Linked DNA regions of Mus musculus: region 2 is linked to region 1. Evidence: chromatin contacts called from public HiChIP or PLAC-seq data. All regions are on one chromosome and are shown on one strand. Each heading gives the region's core, a stretch centred on a gene start, on an enhancer-like site or on the middle of the called end of the contact. The rest is flanking DNA. Distances are from core to core; before and after follow the strand shown. Region 1 holds the start of Usp9x (ubiquitin specific peptidase 9, X chromosome). Region 2 has its middle 40 kb from the start of 2010308F09Rik.

What was found. HiChIP or PLAC-seq counts read pairs in DNA pulled down with a chosen protein or histone mark.
Region 2: a contact with region 1 is called in an H3K27ac HiChIP or PLAC-seq map of epiblast stem cells. The contact joins the enhancer-like site here to the promoter of Usp9x in region 1. A contact is called at or near these places in 10 of 484 Hi-C or Micro-C datasets (CD4 T cells, the HL-1 cell line, the N1E-115 cell line and 3 more), 9 of 115 datasets of contacts at active chromatin or transcription factors (the SCID.adh cell line, effector CD8 T cells, embryonic stem cells and 3 more) and 4 of 9 other capture datasets (adipose tissue, embryonic stem cells, liver and 1 more).

The regions. Positions count from the first base shown.
Region 1 is chrX:13,069,510-13,075,311 of GRCm38.p6, reverse strand. Usp9x (ubiquitin specific peptidase 9, X chromosome) reads right to left here and starts at 3,814. Exons shown (of 45, transcript NM_009481.2): 1 at 3,579-3,814.
Region 2 is chrX:13,204,796-13,211,101 of GRCm38.p6, reverse strand. No RefSeq gene overlaps it. Among named protein-coding and RNA genes, the nearest start is that of 2010308F09Rik, 40 kb to the left of the region's middle. Within about 2 kb of position 2,986, at least 154 of the 459 cell types and tissues checked have an H3K27ac peak or open chromatin away from gene starts, as enhancers often do. A contact at or near this core is called in the HL-1 cell line, the N1E-115 cell line, the SCID.adh cell line and 6 more, where this site is marked.

The DNA of each region.
Region 1 (5,802 bases), core at 2,565-5,064:
CAGTACTCTTAAAATATAGCTTCTATTCAGTCCCATATCAGATAAACAAAACCACTTGCAAGTGAGTCTAACATCCAGAGTATGAATGAAGCAAATCCTTCCCAAACACTTGTAAAAGCACAAGACAGCAACAAATAACATGGTTCTCAAAGATGCAGATCCTAAAACAATGAAAGGGAAACTAGACTTGTTTCTCAATTTCAAGATTCAGAAAACTTATCAGCAAGAAAAGAAACATAATATGCAAAATAATAAAAGTATTGTGTTTTTAAAATAAAATTCAAGTAGTTCAACAACCACAAAATATTTCACTTCATAGGGGACCAAAGACTAATCCATATATATACATGTGTTATTTTTTAATTATTTACTTATTTATTTTATGTATATGACTACAATGTCAATGTCTTCTGATACACCAGAAGAGGGCATCAGATCCTATTACAGAGGTTTGTGAGCCAACATGTGGTTGCTAGGACTTGAACTCTGGAAGAGCAGTCTGTGCTCTTAACCACTGAGCCATTGGTTCTCCAGCCCATGTGGGTTAATTTTAAATTAGTGTGTGTGTGTGTGTGTGCGCATGTCAGAGGGGTGTCAGATCCCCCGGAACTGGAGTTACAGTCTGTGGGCTGCCTGATGTGGATGCTAGAACTCCAACTTGTATTCTCTGCAGGAACTCTAATCGTAACTACTGAGCCGGTTTTCCAGCCCCAGACATCACTATATAGTTCAAGTAATTTCCTCTCACCTGCTTTAAACAAAGACTGGTTCCAATAATAAAATTCTAGAAATATAAAAACTTTAAAAATCCATCCATTAAATAGAAAAAAATAAACGAATATTATGTTTTCATGTGTCTAACTCATCAATAACTAAATGACTGGCATATGACAAACATCTGTAAGTAGCTTTAATTATAATTATGTCAAAAAAGAAATTGAAGAGACACCACTAAATTGCTCTTCTAGAGAGTATCAGGAAATGTATTTCAAGATGCTAAAAGACAAAAGACCCAAGGTAAATCCTACTGGATGGAGCATTCCACTGATAGGCAGGAAATGAAGGGATCCCCAGGAAATGCTCCATGATTTAAGGAGGAAATCTCTTCAAAGTTACTTTCAGAAAAATTTTAAAAAAACCTAAGATTTCTTGTCCATGCTGTTCTGGTCCTTAACCCTTCCAGATAGTCCCTTCGATTCTACCAAGGTCAGCAAACAAAAGGAAGCAACAGCAGAACAGTAAGATGACGGCATACTTCTGTAGGGGGTGGGAGGGGTAAGAAAAAGCATGAAGACATTCATATAGCTCAAAAGACAGACTTTTTAGTAAGAGAAAACAAAACATACTTTTGCTTCTTATTTTCACACTTGAAACATTAAATTCCAAATACTTCTGGCTTTCATTCTACCCAAACACTGGAACAATAAAGTATAAAGGGTTAAAGTCACAAGTATGACAAAGCAAGTAAGTTTAAACATTGCAAAAATAAATGTTGCTATGTCTGTATACTTAATACCTAAATCTTCTAAGAATTGAAAGACATTTTGCTGAAGCCAAAATGGCAGCCTGATGATTTAGTAGACTAGAAGGATCTAAAGAAGAGTTTGTAGTATCTATTTTTAATTAAGCTCAAGTGTCAAACCTAGTCATGGTTAACCAATCCTTATAATAAATGAAGCGAATGAGCTCTTTTATTACTGGCTACAGAGTTCCCACGTAAGTACACCCAAAATAATTCTTCATAAGTCAAATTATACAAAAAAAGAGAGATGCAAGGCTGGTGGGTTTTAAGGTTAAAAAAAAATTATTTCGAGTGCCTCTCCTACTAACAGAAACAAAAATATTACCAAAACCCCACAATTCCTTCATTTACAATCAACGACCCTCTGTGGCAATTACACACACCTGTAAACTGTGGCTGTGAAAATTCAATTAACGGTGTTAACTACAGAACTTTCAAAATAATTTAAGCACGTCGTATCTAAAAATCTTATCTTCCAGTCTCTGAAGAAATCCAAACAGAAACAAAACCCCCAGCTTCGCACCTGTTTAACTTAAATATTTCACAATGAATGAAAAACAAGCCATTTATCAAGCCTGCAGCCTCACATCACCAGCATCTCAAGGTTTTATCAGTTACAAACTTGCACATACTAGTATTTCCTTTCTTCGTCTTCGTTTTTTCCTCCTCCTTCAGGAACAGCTAAAAATACAAAGGTGGTCGGTCTACTGTCGCTTGGAAGCGATTTCGGCATCAAAACATCCTTCCGGGCCTTTGGCCCACCGTGAGCAGCCGGAGGGGGCGAGGGAGGTGTGGGGGAGCGATAACCGGCTCGGCCTTCTCAGGGCACTGGGCCGCTGAGCGACTGCGGGTTATCGCGGGAGGGCGGCGAGGAGGCCAACTCGTCCGCGGGCCTGATAGCCAGGCGTCGCCGGGGCCTAGCGCTCCCGCTCCAAATCACTCCACCTCAGTAATGGCGTTCGGTGTCAAGTGGAACAGGCCGAGGGCGTCCGCCGCCGGGTTAAGGGGCGCGCGAACCAACCGTCCCCGCCCCCGCCCGCGCCGTGCCCGCGCCCCCGCGCGCTCCCGACCGACCTCCCGCGCGGGTGGAGGGGCGGCACGGCGCGCCGGAGTCTCCATCCTCCTCCTTCTCCTCCTCCTCCTCCTCTCCACTCCCGTCAGGCAGGGAAGGGGGAGGAAGGGGGAGGGCCGGAGCCGTCAGCCATTTTCCCTGCCAGTCCAAAACACACACGCACACACAGCGCCACGCTCACTCACGGACACGGACACACGCTCGCGGGACGCCGGCCGCGCGCACCACGGAGGCTCGCGCGCGCCCGCGACGGCCGGGGCTCGGGGCGACCCCCAACCCCGGCAGCCAGGCCCCCAAGGGAGGACCGCTTACGCACACACACCCCCTCGCGCCGTCCTCCCCAGCCCTCCAGCCAGCCGGAGGCCCTGGGCGCCGCCGGGCTCGGTACTCACCAAACACAACCCGGGAGTCTCCTACGAAGCGGGCCACGCGGAGGCGGGAGACGAGATGCAAAAGCTCGATCCCGGGACCGGGCCTAACCTGGGAGCATCCCAAGCCGGGGGCTGGCGAGGGACAAAAATATGAGAGGCTGCGGATGGCGGGCGGGCTCGCGACGCGCGACGCGTACCGACCAGGGGTCTGGCCCTCACCCTGGCCGCCCTAGGGCAGCGGTGACCACGGCCGCCGCCTCCCTCTCGGCCGGCCGCAGCCCTCTTCCCCCTTCTCCCCTCAGGCTCGGGCGCTGAGCTCAGACAAGCTCCGGGCGGTGCGTTTCTCCTGCGTCACCTCCTCCTGCTCCTCCTCCTGCAGCGGCAGTTTCACCTTCCCCTAGTCGCCGCCTCTGTCCCCCCACTCCAGGCCTGCTCGCTTAGCTACCGCTCCTGTCCTCACTCCCGTCACCCACCCCAAGCCCTGGGGCGGTAAAGGCGGCCGCCTCCCTGGAGGGCGAGGCGGCGGCGGCCGACTCCCGCGAGGCCTGGGAGCCGGTGCAGGCAGGGAGGGGGTTCGCTGGGACAGGGAGGAGGGCCCCAATGGGCCGTTTACCGAGAGCTTGCGGCTCCGCCACCGGCGGACTCTAGCTTCCGCAGCCTTGGGTACCACAGCCTCGTCAATATGGCGAACCCAACAAATCAAGAAAGAAAAGAAAAGACAGAAAGAAAAAGAAAGAAAACCCGCACGGCCGGTGGTGGTGGCGGTGGCGGTGGCAGTGTCGGAGGCGGCGGCGACGGCGGCAGCAACAGCAGCGGCAGCGCAGACTCCCACTAGTCTCAGCACCGCCCAAGGCTCAGCGCTTCTCCGCCCCCATCAGGGCCCTCCCCCTCCAAGCCCCGCCCTCAGCGCCCGGCCCGGCCCCTCCCCTTGCCCAGCCCCCCTCTGGGCCAGCTGCCCCCTCTCCCTGTCCACCTCAGGCTGTTGAGGGAAAGAAAGGAAGAGCGCTGTGGGCCACTAGGGGGCCCAGACAAGGCCCCGTCGCCTGGAACACTGCGAGCTGGGTGGGGGAGGGGAAGACAATGCTAGGGAAAGATCGTACCATCGCTTCCGGACGGCCACTGCAGGGGGTCATGCGAGGGAGCCAGAGACCCTTACAAACCGTAGGGGACCGAACCGAGAGCTGACGAAGGACTCGGACCACTCCAAAGAGGAGGGTGGAGTGGGGGGAAGGGAGAGATCCGGCATGCGGCCTGGGCAAAGGGACTGACTGTCGGGAATGGCAGGGATGTGGACAGGAAAGGGTTAATAAGCACGCAAGCTGCAGCCGCGTCGCTAGTTTGACTAGGGCTGCTTGTTTTTGTTCCATTGTGAACCATGGCCCCACCATCCAGTGCCCGGATGGTGACGTCACCGGCCTCCCCCTTTTCCGGGATGGTTCGGAGGATTGGTTGGGGAGTGGGGGGGGGGGGTGACGGAAAGACTAGATTCCTGGGTCCCGGTGCTAGGCGTTTGCACCCGCCTTGCTTGAGGGTCTCGACTGCGCAGCTGACCCATGTCACGTGACACGAGGATAGGACAAGCCACAGAGCAGTGGTGCCAGGTCCTGAGGGTTTGGCCACCTGCACCCAGCCGATAGGGGGAAGGTGTGGCTTGAACTCCAGAGCGGGGTCGCGGGGGGTGGGGGGAGCTGCTTCCCACTCCACTTTGAGGGAGGCGCTTTAAGCAGCTCATTCACACGATCCTGCAGCATCAGTACCTAAAAGCATTTCGTCAGTCTTAAAGGCATAGTGACTGGGACTGAGAACATTTTGGACACCGGAATCCTTACAACAGTAAAGACAAAAAATTATACACCGTCCTAGACACCTTAGCTACTCAGTAATACTAAATGTAGCAAAATGAACTTCTATTGCCATATCATCAACACCATTCAGTGTGAGAACCTGGGAGGGACTTATGAACCCATCCGCTATGTCAGGGACTATTTTCTGCATATTGAGACTCCGAACTATAAGCTGCGGAGGAAGAACTTAACAGAGCAATCTCAAACGTTGTAGGTTTGAAACGATTCTATAATTTACCTAAAATTCACAAATGAAGAGAAAATGAATACAATTACTGATCGATATTTCATTTTGACTTAAAAATGCCTGTTGGCAGCAAATCTTTAAAAATCATTATAAAATACTATAAAGTTAATTACATTTCATATAGAATAGATGAACTTATGCTATAAGCAGTCATTTCTTTAAAAAATTTTTTTCTATTTATTTCATGTATGTGAGTACACTGTACCTGTCTTCAGACACAGCAGAAGAAGAAATTGGAACCCATTACAGATGGCTGTGAGCCACGGTGTGGTTGCTGGGGATTGAACTCAGGAGCTTTGGAAGAGCAATCAGTGCTCTTAACCGCTGAGCCATCTCTCCAGCCCAACACAGTCATTTCTAATAAAGGAATATTAAATGGAATCCCAAAGAATTTAGGGGACAGCATGTTGCCGGTGTAATTTTTTGAAACCATTTCTCTATACAGCACAAGACTGTTTTCACCACAAAACTAATAGCTTACCCTAAACACATTATTTATAGTCCTTATAACTCTTACCACATGCAATCTTATTTATATAATTACTTCCGTGCATGCTTTCCCTTGCTTATGGAGCCTCCAGAGAGAGCCTACCAACCATGTAACACTCTTAATTTGCTAAGTACATGGTATGGTGGGTTTATTTAATCCTCAGAACCCTCTGAAACAGACGGATAGGTATTTCTAGCCTTGACTTTAGATAGGAAAACAAAACGGTTAAATCATCAGTTTAAGATCAACAAGCCTG
Region 2 (6,306 bases), core at 1,737-4,236, 140 kb before region 1:
AGACAGGGTTTCTCTGTGTAGCCCTGGCTGTCCTGGAACTAACTCTCTAGACCAGGCTGTCCTTGAACTCAGAAATCTACCTGCCTCTGCCTCCTGAGTGCTGGGCCTAAAGACATGTGGCAATAAATGTAATTTTTGAAAAGAGAGAGGGTAAAACTGTTCCTCCAAATGAAAGGAAATGAGAATTAAAAAGAAAGAACAAAAGTTAAGTGTAAGCACACTGATGGGGCAGAAGGCTTGCCACAAGTTCAAGGTCAGCCAGGACTACAAGCAGGGTGGGGGGAGAACGAATTTCATCACAAAGTCAGCTGCTATTTTATCTATTGCATTGTTGAGTTCTGCCGTGTAAGACCTCTCCAAGGTAAAGAGCAAGCACACACACCTCTCTACTTACCCTAGACAGAGAACCCGTGACAGACCAATGTACTGATTGCACCAAAGTCCAGCTTGATGAACTACTGAAAATCATAGTTTTACTGGGGTTTTTAACAAGTGTATGGCAAGGGGTTACTTACAGGAGCAGGGGTGACTACAAAGCAGATGCATTCCATAAGAACCCATCCAAACACCAGTGACAAATCCTGAACCCTGAAGTCCTCTGCTTAACTGGACAGATGGACAATTGGACAGGTCTGAGAGATCTCCTTTTGGCAGCTGGTCAGTTTCCTCCCCCAGTGATTGTTGGCTGCTTCTAGCCGAAGAAAGAGAGCCTTTTAGAACCTTACATGGTTCAGGATTCAGCATGTGACGTCAGCATTTCAACTCTGTCTCCTAGGCCTCTAGGAGGGAATGTTTCCCAACCCTTTCTGATAGTTTAAGTTTTGTTTGTTTAATGTTTATGCGTATGAGTGTTTTGCGGGCATGTATGTCACCTTGTGTGTAGCTGACACCATTGGATTCCCTAAAACTGGAGTTAAAGGTGCCACATGGACCCCGAGAATCAAACCTGGATCCTCTGCAAGAGCAGGTAGTGTTCTTGCCTGCTGCACCCTTGATGAACCATCCTGCCTCCATCGTATTTATGGCTAAAACTGTTTCTCAAGGATTGGGCTATGCCCCACTTGTAACCTTTCCTTCAAATGGTTCTATACTGCTTGTTCCAGGAAACAGCAACTGTGCCTTTGTTCCAAAAAGTTATGACCATGTGACAACCCTATTTTTTTGTTTCAAAAGGTTATTATGACCACCTTGCAACCATGTCCTTGTTTCAAAAGTTGTTAAGACCAATTTCTTTTTTTTTTTTTAAGATTTATTTATTTATTTATTTATTTATTTATTTATTTATTTATTATATGTAAGTTACACTGTAGCTGTCTTCAGACATTCCAGAAGAGGGAGTCAGATCTCGTTATGGATGGTTGTGAGCCACCATGTGGTTGCTGGGATTTGAACTCTGGACCTTTGGAAGAGCAGTCGGGTGCTCTTACCCACTGAGCCATCTCACCAGCCCAAGACCAATTTCTTATGCTCTGCTCTGCTTCTGTAACCCTGCCTGTTTGCCTGTCGTATCCCCCATTTGGAAAGCCCCTACCCCTAAGCTATAAAAACATTATCTCCCTCACATCCAAGGCTGACTCCTTGAATTCCACCTTAGAGGAGGCAACCCATGTATACACATGAATTAAAAAAAAAAAAAAAGAGCTTGCAGGTTTGCAGTGGACTATGGTGGCCCCCACCTTTAATACTAGCACCCCGGTGGCAGAGACAGACAGCTCTCTGAGTTCGAGGCCAGCCTGGTCTACAGAGTGAGTTCAAAGACAGTCAGGACTGTTACAGAGAAAAACTCTTGTGTGAGTGGAGGCGGGGGTAGGGCAGGGGGTAAGCTTGCTTTAATTAATTTGACCATGATGATTTGGGCTGGTGCTCTCTATTCAAATCCTTGATGTCAACACCATTCCCACAGCCCTCTTTTCTTTGAATCTTTTGAGATGAGGTCTCACTGTGGCTGGGTGATTTGCCTCCATGTCTGTGTGCCACCTGCATGCAGATCTTGAGGAGGTCAGAAGAGGGCAGTGGATCCCCTGGAACTGGAGTTACAGATAATTGGGAGCCCACCATATGGGGACCAGGAATTGAACCCATGTCCTTTGGAGGAGCCATTAGTACTGTAAAGCACTGAGGCATCTCTCTCAGTCTCATAACTAATAGCTGGGATAACTTTTCACAGACCCTCTTTTGGCTCTGAATACTTGAAACACTGTTTCTCTTCCACCACCTACTTTCCAACTGCTGTGGCTCAGGGTGGCGTTACCAGGTGGGCAGGCAGATTATTCCTGGAAAGCATTCCTGTCCTAAGATGGCCAGTAATTCCTATATATGGAAATATAATGGTCCATTAAAGTCATTCCAACTGTATCGCCAACTCGAGTTCTCAGGATCCAGAAGTCCCTTAGCCTGTGGGAATGGGACAAAGGGAGAGTCATAGTGGGGGAGATAGCAGAGTTCTGTTTTTAAACTGGGATAGTTCAGGCTGGCATAGAACTCACAGGGAATCCCCTGTCTGTGCCCCTGTAGTGGCAGGATTACAGATATACACCAGCCACCACTTAACCAATTAAGCTCATATCATCCCCTTTCTCCAATTTTACACACATGTATGGTATGACAGTTACGTTCATTTTGGGGGATTCCAGCAAACAAGGAGCCCGATGCTTGAGCCTTAGTTCCGGCTTCGTGCTCTGGATATGTAAAAGGGTTAGGTGCTTTTTGAGTTCTGATTAACAAAGGGCAAAAAAATCGGGGGTTGGGGGACGCAGCAGAATCTAAGATGTCGTGGGTACAAAGCACTTGGATCTGCGCAACCGCCACAGTTCCCTTCCCCCACTTCCCAAGCCATTGAGCAGACGTCTCCAACCCCTCGTGGTTCATGCCACCCTGCGGCCACTAGAGGGCAGCAGAGCCTAACGTCAAGCGAGGTCTGGCACAAGAGCTGGTTTTCCAAGGGGATTTCCGAACCACACTCCCTTAGACTTCCGGTGACACCACCCATCTTTGGCAACAAAAAGTGTGCCGGCTTGGCCAGGCAGAGAGCCGCGGAGTCCTGACAGATGCTGTTCTGTTAAAGATCAGGTTGCTGGAACAGTGTGGCTTCCTCGCCACCCCTATGGACAAAGGTCCACGTGGCTGTGGGGCCAGGCCCTTAAAGGAAGTAGCACAGAGCTGGCAGGTGTCACAGCCTCTGTGTATCCATAACTAATCCTCGTCACCACTGAACCCACACAGAAACATTGTGAGACCAGAGACTCCTATGGAGATCAGGAAGAGACCCTTGCCCCAGGCCTTTGGTAGGGACTCTTAACAGAAGTAAGACCCCAGGGCGAACAAGTTGCTGTTGGCTGGGACAGGGGAGCTGCGTGAGTAGATGATGTGGGGTCAGGGCTGGAGGCATCTTACTTGTGACCAGGTGGGACCACGCCCCAGGGTGGGCACACCATCCCAGACTGCAGGTCCGATACTTCTGCCAACAGCTGGTTTCTGTGGCCGGTACTGGTTGTGGCCCAGCCTGCCTTCAGCGCCTCAGGGCCAGCAGCTTTATGATCACCAGCTGCCAAATGCCACGGGCATACCATTTAAAAGCCAGCCCCCCCCCCCCATCGCGGCCTACTCTTTCACCCTGTCTCTCTGTCTCTTGTTGTCTGGGCTAGCCCATCTCTTCCCACCCAAATAAATTCCTTTCGGGAGATCTATTGTATGATGGTATGATGGTGTAATCTTTGGGACACACTTTAGTAACCCCAACCCGCCAAGGGATTCTGCTGGTTAACCCTTACTCTGGTGATACGGGATCTAATGGGGACTCTTCGGCCATGCACTCTGCAACTGAGACACAGCCCCAGCTCTCTGAGCTGGATTATTTTGTTGTTGTTGTTGTTACTGTTTTTATTTTTATTTGTGTATGTGGGCACATAAGTACTATGTCCTAAGAGGCCACAGTCATTGTTACCCCTAGATCTAGAGTTATGCTAGTCTCCCCTCACCAAAATGTGCATTTTAAAGGTGGTTACAGGACAGTTCCAGAGATGGCTTGGTGACCTGTTAAGAGCACTGGCTGCTCTTCCAGAGAACCCGGGTTCCATTCCCAGCCCCCACATAACTACTCAAAACCGGCTGTAACTCTAGTCTTAGGGGATCCCATGTCCTCTTCTAACTCCAAGGCCATAGACACAAATGAAACATTCTTACCAAAGAAAAAAGTCATCTAAAAACAAACAAACAAACCCAAAGACTCCTGGGGTGGCAATCCTGTAATCTGTTGTTTGTGGTGCTGTTTGGTTGTGTTTTTCTCTTTTACAGGGTAGGAATGTGGGCCCTTCCCCCAGCCTTGAGTTGGCTAAACAAGTCGCCACCGCTGGAGCCAGGCGTCCTGCCCAAGCGGAAAGAGACTGCCCGCCCGCTGAGCTGCTGAGAGCTTCCTTTGCAACTCAAACCCAGCTGAAACAAAGGGGCTCCGTTTTGTGGTTTTGCCTATAGAAATGCAGAGCTGAAAAATTACAATTTGAGCCATGGTCAGAGAAACTTTGTCTTGGTTTGTTATTTCTCTCCTCCCACTTCTCTCCCATCCTAATTCCATTCCCAGCCCTCCTTCCAGGAATGCCTGGTTCTCCAAGGCCACTGGACGTGTAATCCAGACCTTTCAGGAGCAAACAGTCTCCCACAGCCCAGCTAGAGTCATTTCTTTCTTTCTTTCTTTCTTTCTTTCTTTCTTTCTTTCTTTCTTTAATTTATTTATTTATTTATTTATTTATTTATTTATTTATTTATTTATTAGGTTTTGAGTTTTGTTCTTTGTTCTGTATTGTTGTTGTCTGGTTTTGTTTTGGAGACAGGGAATCAAGTAGCCCAAGATGGCCTTGAACTCATTCCAGTCCTCTTCCCTCCACATCTCAAATTCTGAAATTACACACGTATCACACCACTCTCTCTTTCTCTTTCATCTCTCCTTCTCTCTGTGTCTCTCTGTCTGTGTGTGTCTCTCTCTCCGTGTGTGTGTGTGTGTGTGTGTGTGTGTGTCTGTGCCACAACAATCAATAAAGTTGGTCTGTTTTCTTGTAGGAGCATACATAAACTAATCCACCCCCAGGTATGTTTGTTACCGAATTTCCAGTTGCTTACCCAGAGACACTGCAGGCCTGGTGGCAGGGGGCAGGTCTGAAAGGCTGCCCTTTTGTAAAAGAAATCTTCAAGTATCTGAATCCATAATGAAAATAGCAAAGGGAGAGGGGGTCTGACCTCTGGTACTGACACAAAGGAGCACAGGTGGTACTTTTCTGAAGACCCCATGGGCATCCCAAGGCAACCCTGGCCTTCACTTGCCCTGGAAACCAAACCCCTAGCCCTGCCTGCCAGGCCTTCACTTTCTCTCTCTAACTCTGGATAGTAGTCCAAGAAGAAATACAGCTGCTTTTATTCCTTTTTATTGTTATTTATCTATTTTGTTTTGTTTGAAACAGAATCTCATTTGCCCAAGCCAGCTTGGAAGTATGGAGCCCAGACTGGCCATGGCCTAATTCTTCATGGGTCGGACTACAGGCCTGTGCTACCCAGTCGGTTTTCTCACTCTAGCTCCCCCTCCCTCCTTCTGTCCCCTGCATCTCTTGAGACACCCCCCTCCCTTCTCTCTTTCCACTGCTTAGGGTGGAACTCAGGCTCTTGAACCCCCTACGAAAGCCCCCTACCACTGAGCTGTATAGTCTTCAGCCCTGGGAAGATATCAATTTTAGTGATCAGTTATCTCTTTGAGATTTCATTGATTGAATTTTTTAAAAAAGATTTATTTATTTATTATATGTAAGTACACTGTAGCTGTCTTCAGACACTCCAGAAGAGGGCGTCAGATCTTGATTGAATTTTTTTAAAAAAAATAGTTTACTTATTTTTATTTTATATGCATTGGTATTTTACCTGCATGCACGTCTGTGTGAGTGTCAGATCTCGGAGTTATAGTCGTGAGCTGTCATGTACGGACTGGGAATTGAACCAGGGACCTCTGGAACAGCATTCAGTGCTCTTAATCACTGAGCCATCTTTCCAGCCTGGTTGATTGTTGTTGTTGTTGGTTTTTTTAATTTAATTTTTTTGTGACAAGAGCTCACTTGGTAAGTGCCAGCACATTTCCATGGGAGAGGTTTATTGGGGGTGGGAGAACAAAGGGGGATGACAAAAAAGAAATTTTTTTCTTTTTCACAAAAAGAAAGAAAGAAAGAAAGAAAGAAAGAAAGAAAGAAAGAAAGAAGAAAAGCGAAAGAGAGTGACAGTCAGGGGGCTCTCTGTCTTTTCTTTGGACCTTGATGTAATTACAGGCACCAC